Regions from separate parts of the Mus musculus genome. Here region 2 is linked to region 1. A link is a contact called in public capture Hi-C data. All regions are on one chromosome and are shown on one strand. Each heading gives the region's core, a stretch centred on a gene start, on an enhancer-like site or on the middle of the called end of the contact. The rest is flanking DNA. Distances are from core to core; before and after follow the strand shown.

Region 1 (5,197 bases), core at 804-3,303:
AGTGAAATTAACTGAGAATGCTTCGTACGGCTGCGCCCTGAAGCCAAGTGAAATTCATATGAGATCTTTCTGGGTTAACCCGCCAAACCAGAGAATTAAGGTATAAATACCCACTTCAATCCCTCCAGCTACCTGCTCCCTTCTGAGCAGAAAGTTCTGCGGGAAACTGCACTTACGGGCTGGTTGTCTTAAGTATTTGCAAGTGAAATATAAAGAAATTAACTATTTTTTTAAATCAAAGAATATTTGTAAATACCTATCTTGGCTTGGAATTTTACTTCAAGTAATTTTAAATAAGTCAAGGGAAAATGCATAATTGATACGGAGTAGATGTATGAAAAAAAGTCCCAATACTATCAAGAGAAACACTATGCATTGGGAAACCATTTCCTGTGCTTAAGCACTTTTAATGTTGTATAGTGTGTGTGTGTGTGTGTGTGTGTGTGTGTGTGTGTGTGTGTGTGTAAGTTAATATGCAAGCAGAACTCTCATAGGATGCTATTTGGTCTCCTTTTTTTATCACTCTCTACTTAATTCTTTGAGACAGTCTCACACTGAAATTGTAACTAGCTCGGTGACCAGCAAACTCCAATAAGCCTCCTGTCTCTGCTGCTCTCCACGTTGAGGTTACTTGAGCAAGTAGCTTTTTACATGACCACTAAGTCCACCCTCAGTTCCTCATGCTTGTGCAGCAAGCTTGTTTATCTACTGAGCCATTTTCCCAGCCCCCGTGTTATATAGTTTTTTAAAACCGTTCAGCTAAATGAAAATCTCCTGACCAATATGTAGCGAGAAGTAGAAAGAATAAAGTGTTTGGAGTCTGGCTCAGAGTTGCTTTCAGCTTCACTTACTAACTCTCTCATTATGGACTCATCTACCCTCTCTGGGCCCTAATTTCTTCATCTGCAACATAGAGGTAAGATTTATGTCACATAATCACGCAATATAGAAATAATGCATTTGGGAAACCAGCGTAAAGTAGATACTTTATAGTTGACAACTTTTTAAATTTCTACTCTTGATAAAAAGAATTTCACTTTCTCTCCAAGGCATCCCCTTCTCTGGGGAGTAGATCATACAAGGCACTAACAAGAGGAGAATGGGCAGTGCATCGATGCTACTTCTAGCAAAAGTCAAGAATTTCATCATGCGTTTTATAAGGAAATTAGTTAATTTTAGGAAGCAGGTAATCTTGGCTCTGTTTAAACATGAGAGGGCTGAGAGAGAATATGGTTAGGTAACTGCCTTGACATCACACCGGTACAGCTGTCGAAAGGTCATGTAACAAGGACCTCTGGAACACCACTTTGTCATTCTTGCTTCACTAATTGAGTCCTTGTAGGTTTCCAAATTCATTTCTCTTGGATATCATGTCAGATGTGATATCTATGACCATACAATTACAGTTCTCACTTAAGTTGTCCTCTAGAAAGCTGCAAAGGGCTGCCAGCGCGTCTCGGTGTCCCTGTGACTATGTCCAGAGTTCTCAATGATGCAGACTTGAATGTTTTCCTGAGTATTCTATAGGTCTTCTCCGGAAAGGGAGTATTGATTTTTCTTTACTGTGGAAAACGGAAAGAACTTGCAGTGTCAACAGTCAAATAGACCTTCCCTTTCCTGTATTTCCTTCAAATCGCCTTGGGTGACAGTTGATCAAGTATTCTGTGCTATGTCAAAACTGTTTGTGAAAATGGCCCCAGGAAACTGTAAATTTCAAAACATCCAGGGTTGTTGTTCTCAGAGTATAATAGCTAATAAAGCCATAAGGGCACAAAGTGCTCATTTTTATCCGTGGCCCTCCAACTAACACAAAGAAAGCACCAAGACATGGACACAGCTGTACTCAGTCTTCATAGGGGACCCTGGTCTTTTCAGATTAATGTAATAGTCACCTTTTTAAGAGGCGGAACAAATTTTAATAATGGAATACAAATCTTAGAATCGTCAGAATAATTACAAACCAAAACACAGTGCACCATTGTTTTGCTGCAGGCAGACCTTTGAGGAACTTTTGATGGAATGAGTCATTGTCATATGTGTCTGAATAACACCCTCCATTAATTACCATCACAAACAACCCATGAGTGACTAAGTCAAAAGCTAAATGTATTACCACTTTCTCTTCCCCCTTTAAAATACAAAACTCATTCCTTTGTTAAGTTGACCCTAAGGATCATAGTCAGTATGTATTTTCAGGATGAATGATCAAGTTTATTCTCACTTAAGTAGTTCTAGAAAGATTTTCCCTTAATACTCACCCACAGAACATTTAAGATTATGTGAAAATCATGTAGAAATTATACACCCTCTTAGTCTACATCCATGAACATTTTAATGTAAGTAATGACTACTACCTCACTTTCAATAGTAGATAAAGAATAGATAGTGCTATAAACCAAATATCTATTAATAAACAGAATGAAGTCATTGGACAGCCTATATTTACTTTAACAGAAATAGAATAAAAAGGGAAGCATCTACCTTACCCTTAGCTTTTGAAGTCTGCTTATTAAACATACTGACTTCTATAGGGAATTCCAGCTCCTTATGAGCTGCTTAGTCAGAATGGCCAGATATTTTGATATAAATGACTTAACCATTCATTCACACTACCTGAGTCCTTCACTTGCATTGAAGAAAATCCCAACTTTCCCTTGAAAACTAGGACCCTGCTTTCCACTAACTAAGCTATGAAGCTCCAACTTCAATTCACTCACAGTTTTTCTAGTTTGGATAACCAATATGAAATCTATTGAAAAGATATGTACTGCCAATATGTTGAGGTAATGGTTGTAGAACCAGACTGGGCAAAGCAGACTTAGTTCTTCCAGAATATTGGAGCCTAGTAGGTCCTTGACTGTTCCATGTAGGAATAAATCTGAAAGCACAAGGACTTCAAACACAGTTGCTGTCCTTGCCACTCAGTCTGACTCCAAGCTAGCAGAAAGGAGTGCAATAGTTCCCACCAAATAAACCAGATGCAAATTGCCTCCCCCAAAGGGGAACCAATAGTGACAAATGCCAGCTACATTCTGTCTTTCTTTTCAGCTTATTTTCTGCCTCTTTCCATTTAGTCTTTGTAGTCTGCACATTCCCCCAGTGACCTTCTGCATAGCCTTCAGTCCCTTTGTCATTCTGTACTCTTTCCTCTCTACTAATATATCCTGTCCTTTCTTCCTCAGTTCTCATAACATTGTTCCAACAGAGCCTACAGACTCAGCATCTTTCCCAAGGACCTTTACCAGTGTCTTTTTTACTTTCACCCGGTGTCTGGACTAGGTTTCTTCCTTGTTTTCGCTGTGATTCTCTTCCTCATTCCTCTCATCCGAAGGACGTGGCAACTGCTGCTTTCTCTGCATTCCATTCTCAGGAATGCCCCTGTTCTTGTCTGAACATTTGCACTGTTCTCCTCTCTCTTTTGGCATGATGAGTGCTGTGCTCTTGGAAGGGTGACCTGGGAAGCAGGCCTATCACAAGTGCATGAAGGATGGCTTCTCCTTGAGGTGGGAGATTCAGAGTTAGGTGGCAGCTACCTGATATGCAGGCAGGTTGGGAATACACAGTATGGGTGATCAAAATGTGGACGAGCCTAGCTCCTTTGCTCCATCTATTCTTTACTTCATGGGGCAGAGCAGCATTGACAAGAAGGTCAGGAGGACTCTCTAAAGCCATAGGCCTAGGGCGGGGTCCCAGAACCCTGAGTGCAAAGCCAAACTGCTCAACCACAGTGAGTTACTAGAAGGCAAGCCAAGGTCAGCTTTGTCGAAACATGTCAATTCCTGCAGGTAACGCATGGCTAGTGCCCCCTGTGAGCATGATTAGGGGTAAGTAGCTGAGGTCATGAGCCTTAGCTTCCTTTGAGAAATGGAACTCATAAAATTTGCCTGTCACTTTCCATGGATGATGTGTAAGTTGAAAGAGTGCCTTGAAAGGAATTAAAGATTTAAAAGCTATTTCTAAGAGCACCTCAAATGCTTCATCTTCTTGGAGCAAGAAAGAGCCAGGTGAACAAAGCCAATTACACAGTGTATATGTATGTGTATATGTATGTATATGTATGTGTATGTATATGTATGAATTATGAGTGATAACTGAAAGAGAATCTCTTGTATTTCTCATTCCTACAATTATACCCTTTTCTTTTAAAATGTTAGGGATCTTGTAATAAGTGTCTGTATACATCACTGACAGGCACAGGACATCAATCATCCTTACTCAGATATATATGAGGGGGCGCACCACTTTAATGTTGCAGTTTGGGGATAAATTACATCGTAAGTGTAATTATGGTTTCTGTAAGCTCATTCATAGGAAAGATCACCACCTGTCATGCGCACTGACCTCAGTAAATTAGAGGAAAATCTAGGAACTGTAGTACACGAGTTCTATGATAACAGAGACATGCTCATTCATTCTTCACCTGTTGTATGACAGTTAGAGTGCAACTATCTCATATAAATTGTAGGAGATCTTGGAATAAAAGACAGGATGTCTTCCCACCATACACTTGTAGTCTGATGTGAGAAAGCAGGCCTTACAACACTATGCTGAAAGCTGTTAGTACAAATCCATGACTCCCAAGGCAAGATGGACTGCAGTCTTTGCAGACCAAGGGGACCCCACTCTACCCAATCACGATATCCATGATAAAAGACAAATCGAATTTGTTTTTATCATGCTTTCTGTTGGTTTTTAGTTTCACCTTAAAATCCTTTTGTCAGCAGACTGATAGAGCTCTCCACCATGTCACAAGATGATAATGACTGTGCCTTATTCAGCCTCAATGTTAGCAAGGTTGATCCGGCTCTAGAACAAAGGGAGGGTGTTCATCCCACTGACCATTAGATGGCTGCCACTCAGACTCATGTCCTAAGTGCTACTCGATGAATCAGACATCTGCATTTAGTTCTTAATTGTTTATCCAAGGTTCCGATGACATGGCCAAGAACTCTGAACACCGTGTGCCTTCCATGGAAGAGAGGGAGCTCACAGACACCAAGTCACTTTTATATCCCCACCCTGAGCTCACATTAGTGTCAATGAGTTATAAATGTGAGTTGAGAGAAAATTGGTGTCTAGTGATCTCTCATGGTTCCTAAAATAACAGGGCTCTTGCTGGTAAACTAAATTGGAGAGTAAAGGCCAACAAAAACTGAAGAATAATACTTTGATAAGCATTAACATTTTTCAGAATTGT
Region 2 (5,254 bases), core at 1,496-3,995, 260 kb before region 1:
TTGAGAAATCTTTGCTTTGGGGAAGACACGGGTCCAGAATGGTCCTACTGTTCACTGTTTGCTGGCGTACACAGGGCTTTAAGAGCAGGTTTTAGGGTGGCTGTTTGCAGCTGTTAGGGCTCCTAAACTTATTATCTGTTGGAGCAGGTGGTGCCCATGAACCTGTCCTGAGGTCATGTACCACCCCCCTCCCTAGTCTTTTAAGTCTGACGTCAAACCTTTTGCAGACTTTGGCACAGTGAGCTGTTAACAAAACTAAGTTGTAACTAGTTCACAGCTGCGAGCTGCCTCCTCCTCTTTATGGGAGCTGACCTTGGTCTGTATAATAGTAGAGGAAGCTGTGGGACTGGACAAACTGCAAATAGGTTGCAGAGAGTTTCCTGTTTTCATTCAGATGTGTACAAATTACCTCAACATGCCCTCTTTTTTTTTTTTTTTTCTTCCCCCAGAAAACACTAAGGTCTGAAAGAAAGTCTTGTTACTCTGTTGCCACTTAGGTTTCACTGAGCCTGCATTATCTACTCACAGCCTTAATGACTTCCTGCTGAGAGAGGTTCTGTAGCAGTCTTGGCAGCAGGGCTAAGAATAGCATTAAATGCAAGGTTATCTAGGCATTACACCCACTGTAACATGCAATTAACTCTCCTCTTCCATTTTCATTACACAATTATTCATTAATGTCAATTTAATTTTATGCATTGTTCTACATGACCGAAGGCTGATTACGGGCCTTTTCACTCCAATATCCCAAGTTAACTGGTGCCAGCCGCACTCAGGGCTGCCTAATTGCAATTTAGCCCAGACAATTCCTCCCATTTTTGCCCTCCAGTAATGGAACAACAGATCATGGCCAGGTAAAGATTTTAAGGTGGAAATAAAGCCCAAGCTATGAAAACGTTAAAGTTCAGAAAAGCCTCTTTTTTTTTTTTTTCTTTACCTCTTTCATTTAATGGAGTAAAGACTTTCTGAGGGCTGGGGAAAAAATTAAATGAAAAAAGTTTTCCTTTATTATCATCACCATCACCATCATCATTCTTTTCTTTTGGAAGCATGAAGCATCTGTGAGTTGTAGCTTCATAGATTTTAGTGTCATTACCAATGTGGCAATACATCCCAGGTCTGAGGCCCACACTGGACTCCCTTATTTCAGGAACACGGTCCCAATGCTCTGCAGACCCCCAACCTGTGGAACCGCAAAGGACTCCATGGGAACTCTGGCCAGGAGTACACACAAACTTCATGGGTTTCCTTCATATGGCAGAATACTTATTTTTGTTGTTACTATTTCAGAAGGCTGTGAAATTCAGCCTTTCTAGTCAGATGAGAGCTTTCTGAACAGCCTTCCCCAGGAGGTAGCAAGGCAGACTCTTGCTTGCTTCAAAACTTCCCAGTGCCGTCTTTCTCCCCATCCAGATTAAACCTCAGAGGATGCCACCTTAAAATCGTCATGGTGGATGGAAGTCTGACTCCGGTCCTCGTCCGTCCCAGTGTCCAGACAACTTGCACTGCCATTTCATCTGCACAAACAGCTCATCGTCGGCATTTCTAGTTTTAGAAAACAATTAGTAGACAATTGCCAAGAATTACGATGTACAGAACGAGTAACAAAGACGCTTTCCTGTTCTCCTTTCTGTTGGAAGTTACCGCGCCATCTAGGTGGAGGTGAGTCTAGGGTAATGAAACCTGGCAGGGAATGCTTCTGTGTGTCCTGCCCCACAATGAATTACTGGGTTCCTTTCAAATCAAGGCTCAGTGCTAACTTTTGCAGGCTCCAGATAGTCCCAATAATGAGTAGACAGATGTGGTTAAGCTATGGGTGATGCCCAAGGCTAGGCAGCCAGATTCCTTTTCTAAAGCAACAATTAGGCAAACAAGGTACAAACGGGCATTATTGAACCTCCCTTCTTGCCACTGTGGGCAGAGCTGTGTCAGCATTTCCATTTGAAACTTTTCTTTTTTTCAGGGTCTTTTTAACTCAGCCATAAAAATTAGTTCCAAGTGAAACCTTGGCATGCAAACTTTCAGCCTCAGAACGAACCTTTTTTTTTTTTTTCTCTCCACAAATTGTCAAAAAGAGGGGGAGGGAGAGTATCAGTCTGATGGCTATTTTTACTTTTTTTTTCTTTTTTAACATGGCACAAAAATAGAAAACAGAAATGCTCTGTACTGATTGTGCCCCTTTTTTGGAACTCTGACAGGAACATTTATTGGCCATTATGAGGCACGAGTATACTTGAATTACTGTGGCTTTCTTAGACAATGTAAGGCTAATCTCATCAGTGTTCGTAAGGTGATTTTTTTCAAAAATCATTCTTGAATTTACTTCGTCTCTCCCATCACCTGGAACAGACCTGCCTTAACAATAGGTCCGGAGGTTCAAGTGCTCAGTACAGTGAGTCGCTGTGGTCTGTTTGCTCAAACCTCCATAGCCCCAAAGAGTCTGTCAATATAAATTTGGTCACCAGACCACAGAGCCTGGAAGCAGCTTTCATAGAAGCCAGAGATGCTAACTTCTTCCAGCATGTAGGGAATCAGTTGCGCCCACGTGTGAGCGTGAGCAAGTTCACAAACTCCTCCCTTGAGAGCAGTGGACTATGATCCTCCTCAATATTTCTCTAGGGAAGAATTAAAGAACCTGTAAATAGCAGCGCTCAAAACTTAATTGACATGATTCAGGCAGAGTTTTGCAAGCTTGGTGACACAGACCAACTGTGGTAATAGACTCACACTTGTGGCTAACCGTGACTCATCCCATTGTTCAAAACTTCCAGCTGAGGTCTGGAGCAAGCCTGTGAGGGTTGGAAGCCAGATGGGCTGTGACAATTTGGTACAACCTGACAAGGATAACAGCGATGAATTAAAAAAGGAGGCTCCAAGTTCCAGGGCTTATCATTTGTCAAAAACACAATGAAAGAGCTCTCGTTGGTATTATTTTATCATCATCATTACCACCCCTTTCACTCAGAATGCTGGGTTGGGTTTCGCTGAGACCATAACTACTAAACTTACGCCTCCCCCTTTGATTGTACACTTAATTTATATGTTACTAATAGCTAACTGCTGTGTAAAGCCTTTTTGATTCATGCTCTGCTTGCTTTCCTTCTGTGAGGTTTATGGTCAGGGGACCTAATTTGCCGGCTTCATTATAAGCTGAATTTTGGGCAAGATATGAACTAATGGGGTTGAATTTAGGCCCTCAACTTTGCCTCAGAAGTCAAAGCATGGCTTTGTAACAAAGAGGTATTTAACGATGCCATTGGAGCATTGAGCTTCCTGAAGCTCACATATGATTAGAAGTTAAATATCTAAAAAACCCATTTATTTGCTTAATAACAGTACCAAATTGAAGCCGTCTGTGGTTGGTACATTATAAAACCACTAAAGGACTCTTTGGAGGTACTGTGTATGTGATTACTAACTTCATGGATTTTAGCTAACACCATTCCAATCAATTCACGTCAAATCATCTTTCCTTGGGGACCACAGACCTGGCCCAGTAGCACCCTGTTTCTGTGGTCATGAGCATCACAGCAAAGTTTAATTATGTGAGTGCTAGTGTGCGCTTACTCCAAACCCTATTCTTTGATAGACAGGGTATATGTGTGTGTGTATGTCTCTCTCTCTCTCTCTCTCTCTCTCTCTATATATATATATATATATATATATATATATATATATATATATATGTATATATATATATCTCCACCTCAATTGCAGCATGAGTTACTATAGACAGAGAGCTTTTTATATGCAAGGGTTAATGGTGAATTTGGCATATTAATACATGCTTAGGCATGTCACCTAAAAAAAAAATTGTTCCAACTCTTTATCTTACTAAGCAGCCACTGTCTTATTCCTTAGTCTGGATGGAGAAACTGAGGTCCCTGGCATCATTAGTCTTGACAGAGGCCACATGTTGTAAGTCGCACTGTGACTACTTTCATCCCAAGGCATGTCATGAAGGTTTACTTTTTTGTATCTTTCCATGTTGTGTGTTGAGTGACTACACTGTAAAGCTCTGGTTCTTGTGACTGTTAGGAGCTGGGTTTGCAGCTGCGAACCAAAAGACACGATATGGCAAAGAAGGAAAGGTTTGGCTTAGATACTAGGTACCATTTCAGTGAGCAAACCAGGAAGACCCCCTGGAAGAGGTGTGGCAGTTTTGAGACTTAAAGGATTTGAAGGTTTGGCATTGCTGATTGGGAGGTAGTAGTTGTTTCTGTTGTGTGAAGGGAAAGAAAGGAGGAATCAAGTCCATTGTTGGGTAAGACAGACAAACCCGAGGAAAGAAATAAGAGAGGGTGTCTACGTTAAGTGGAGACCTTGAGAACCAGCTGAGAAGCAGAAACATCTCAGAGAAAAACAGTGATCATTCGGTTAAGCCTCAGCTTAGAAGAACATCGTTGTGTTCCTTTGTCAACCTGGCTGCGGAGACATTGAGAAGAGCTTTGTGCTCTTGCTTGGGAACTGGCTTGTAACACACCTTCTCTTAGTGAGGCAACAGACACTCCTGCTTCCTTCCTGGGCCTTTCGGGGGAGGCCGAGTGAAGCTACTTCAGTCAGAGATCTTCAGAGTGTCAAGACTGGAGGACTGGGGCAGCAATTAGTCTGTGTTCAACAGAGCCTGTGGCCGGAGTCTTTGTTGCTGGCAGCCTTTCAAACTGACAATCACAAAACAACCATATCTAGGATGAAGATCTCAGCCTGGAGCTGAGGAAGATGGCTCAGGTGGTAAAGGCTTGCTGGGTACCCAGAAGGCCTTGTGTGAGATTCCCAGCACACCTGTTACAGCTGGGCATGGCAGTACATACCTGTGATACCTGTACTGGGGAGACCAGGGCCAGAGGACCCCTGGGGTGGATTGGCCAGCCAGCTTAACTGAACTGAGGAGCTTAAAGTTCAGTGAGAGACTCTGTCTCAAAAATAAAGTGAAAAGATTCAAGAAAGTCACCTTGTTTGGACCTCTGGCCTCTCATGCTTGCATGTATGTATGCACACTCAACACAGATATCCCATATATGTTCATGTACTCAAACACACATGAGCGAGTACACACACACACACACACACACACACACACACACGTAGCTGCTCACATTAATATCCAGAGCATCCAACTAAGTTCAGTGATTCTTAACCCATCTCTCTCTAAGAGAACTTACCCAGTCACCCCAGTATCTCATAAAATCTGATCCAGAAGGTGATGTGCTCTGAAAAATCTAAATTGACACCCAGCTATTAATGAGCTAACTCA

The links. Capture Hi-C pulls out chosen DNA fragments and counts their contacts.
Region 2: a capture Hi-C map of bone marrow-derived macrophages shows a contact between it and region 1, with 5 times the contacts expected there. The contact joins two enhancer-like sites. A contact is called at or near these places in 1 of 484 Hi-C or Micro-C datasets (bone marrow-derived macrophages) and 1 of 9 other capture datasets (bone marrow-derived macrophages).

Annotation. Positions count from the first base shown.
Region 1 is chr3:143,648,452-143,653,648 of GRCm38.p6, reverse strand. It overlaps Gm33809 (a long non-coding RNA gene), which reads right to left. Exons shown (of 3, transcript XR_376152.2): 2 at 4,703-4,806. Among named protein-coding and RNA genes, the nearest start is that of Gm33809, 5.2 kb to the right of the region's middle. Within about 2 kb of position 2,053, at least 13 of the 459 cell types and tissues checked have an H3K27ac peak or open chromatin away from gene starts, as enhancers often do. A contact at or near this core is called in bone marrow-derived macrophages, where this site is marked.
Region 2 is chr3:143,910,037-143,915,290 of GRCm38.p6, reverse strand. No RefSeq gene overlaps it. Among named protein-coding and RNA genes, the nearest start is that of Gm40160, 39 kb to the right of the region's middle. Within about 2 kb of position 2,745, at least 48 of the 459 cell types and tissues checked have an H3K27ac peak or open chromatin away from gene starts, as enhancers often do. A contact at or near this core is called in bone marrow-derived macrophages, where this site is marked.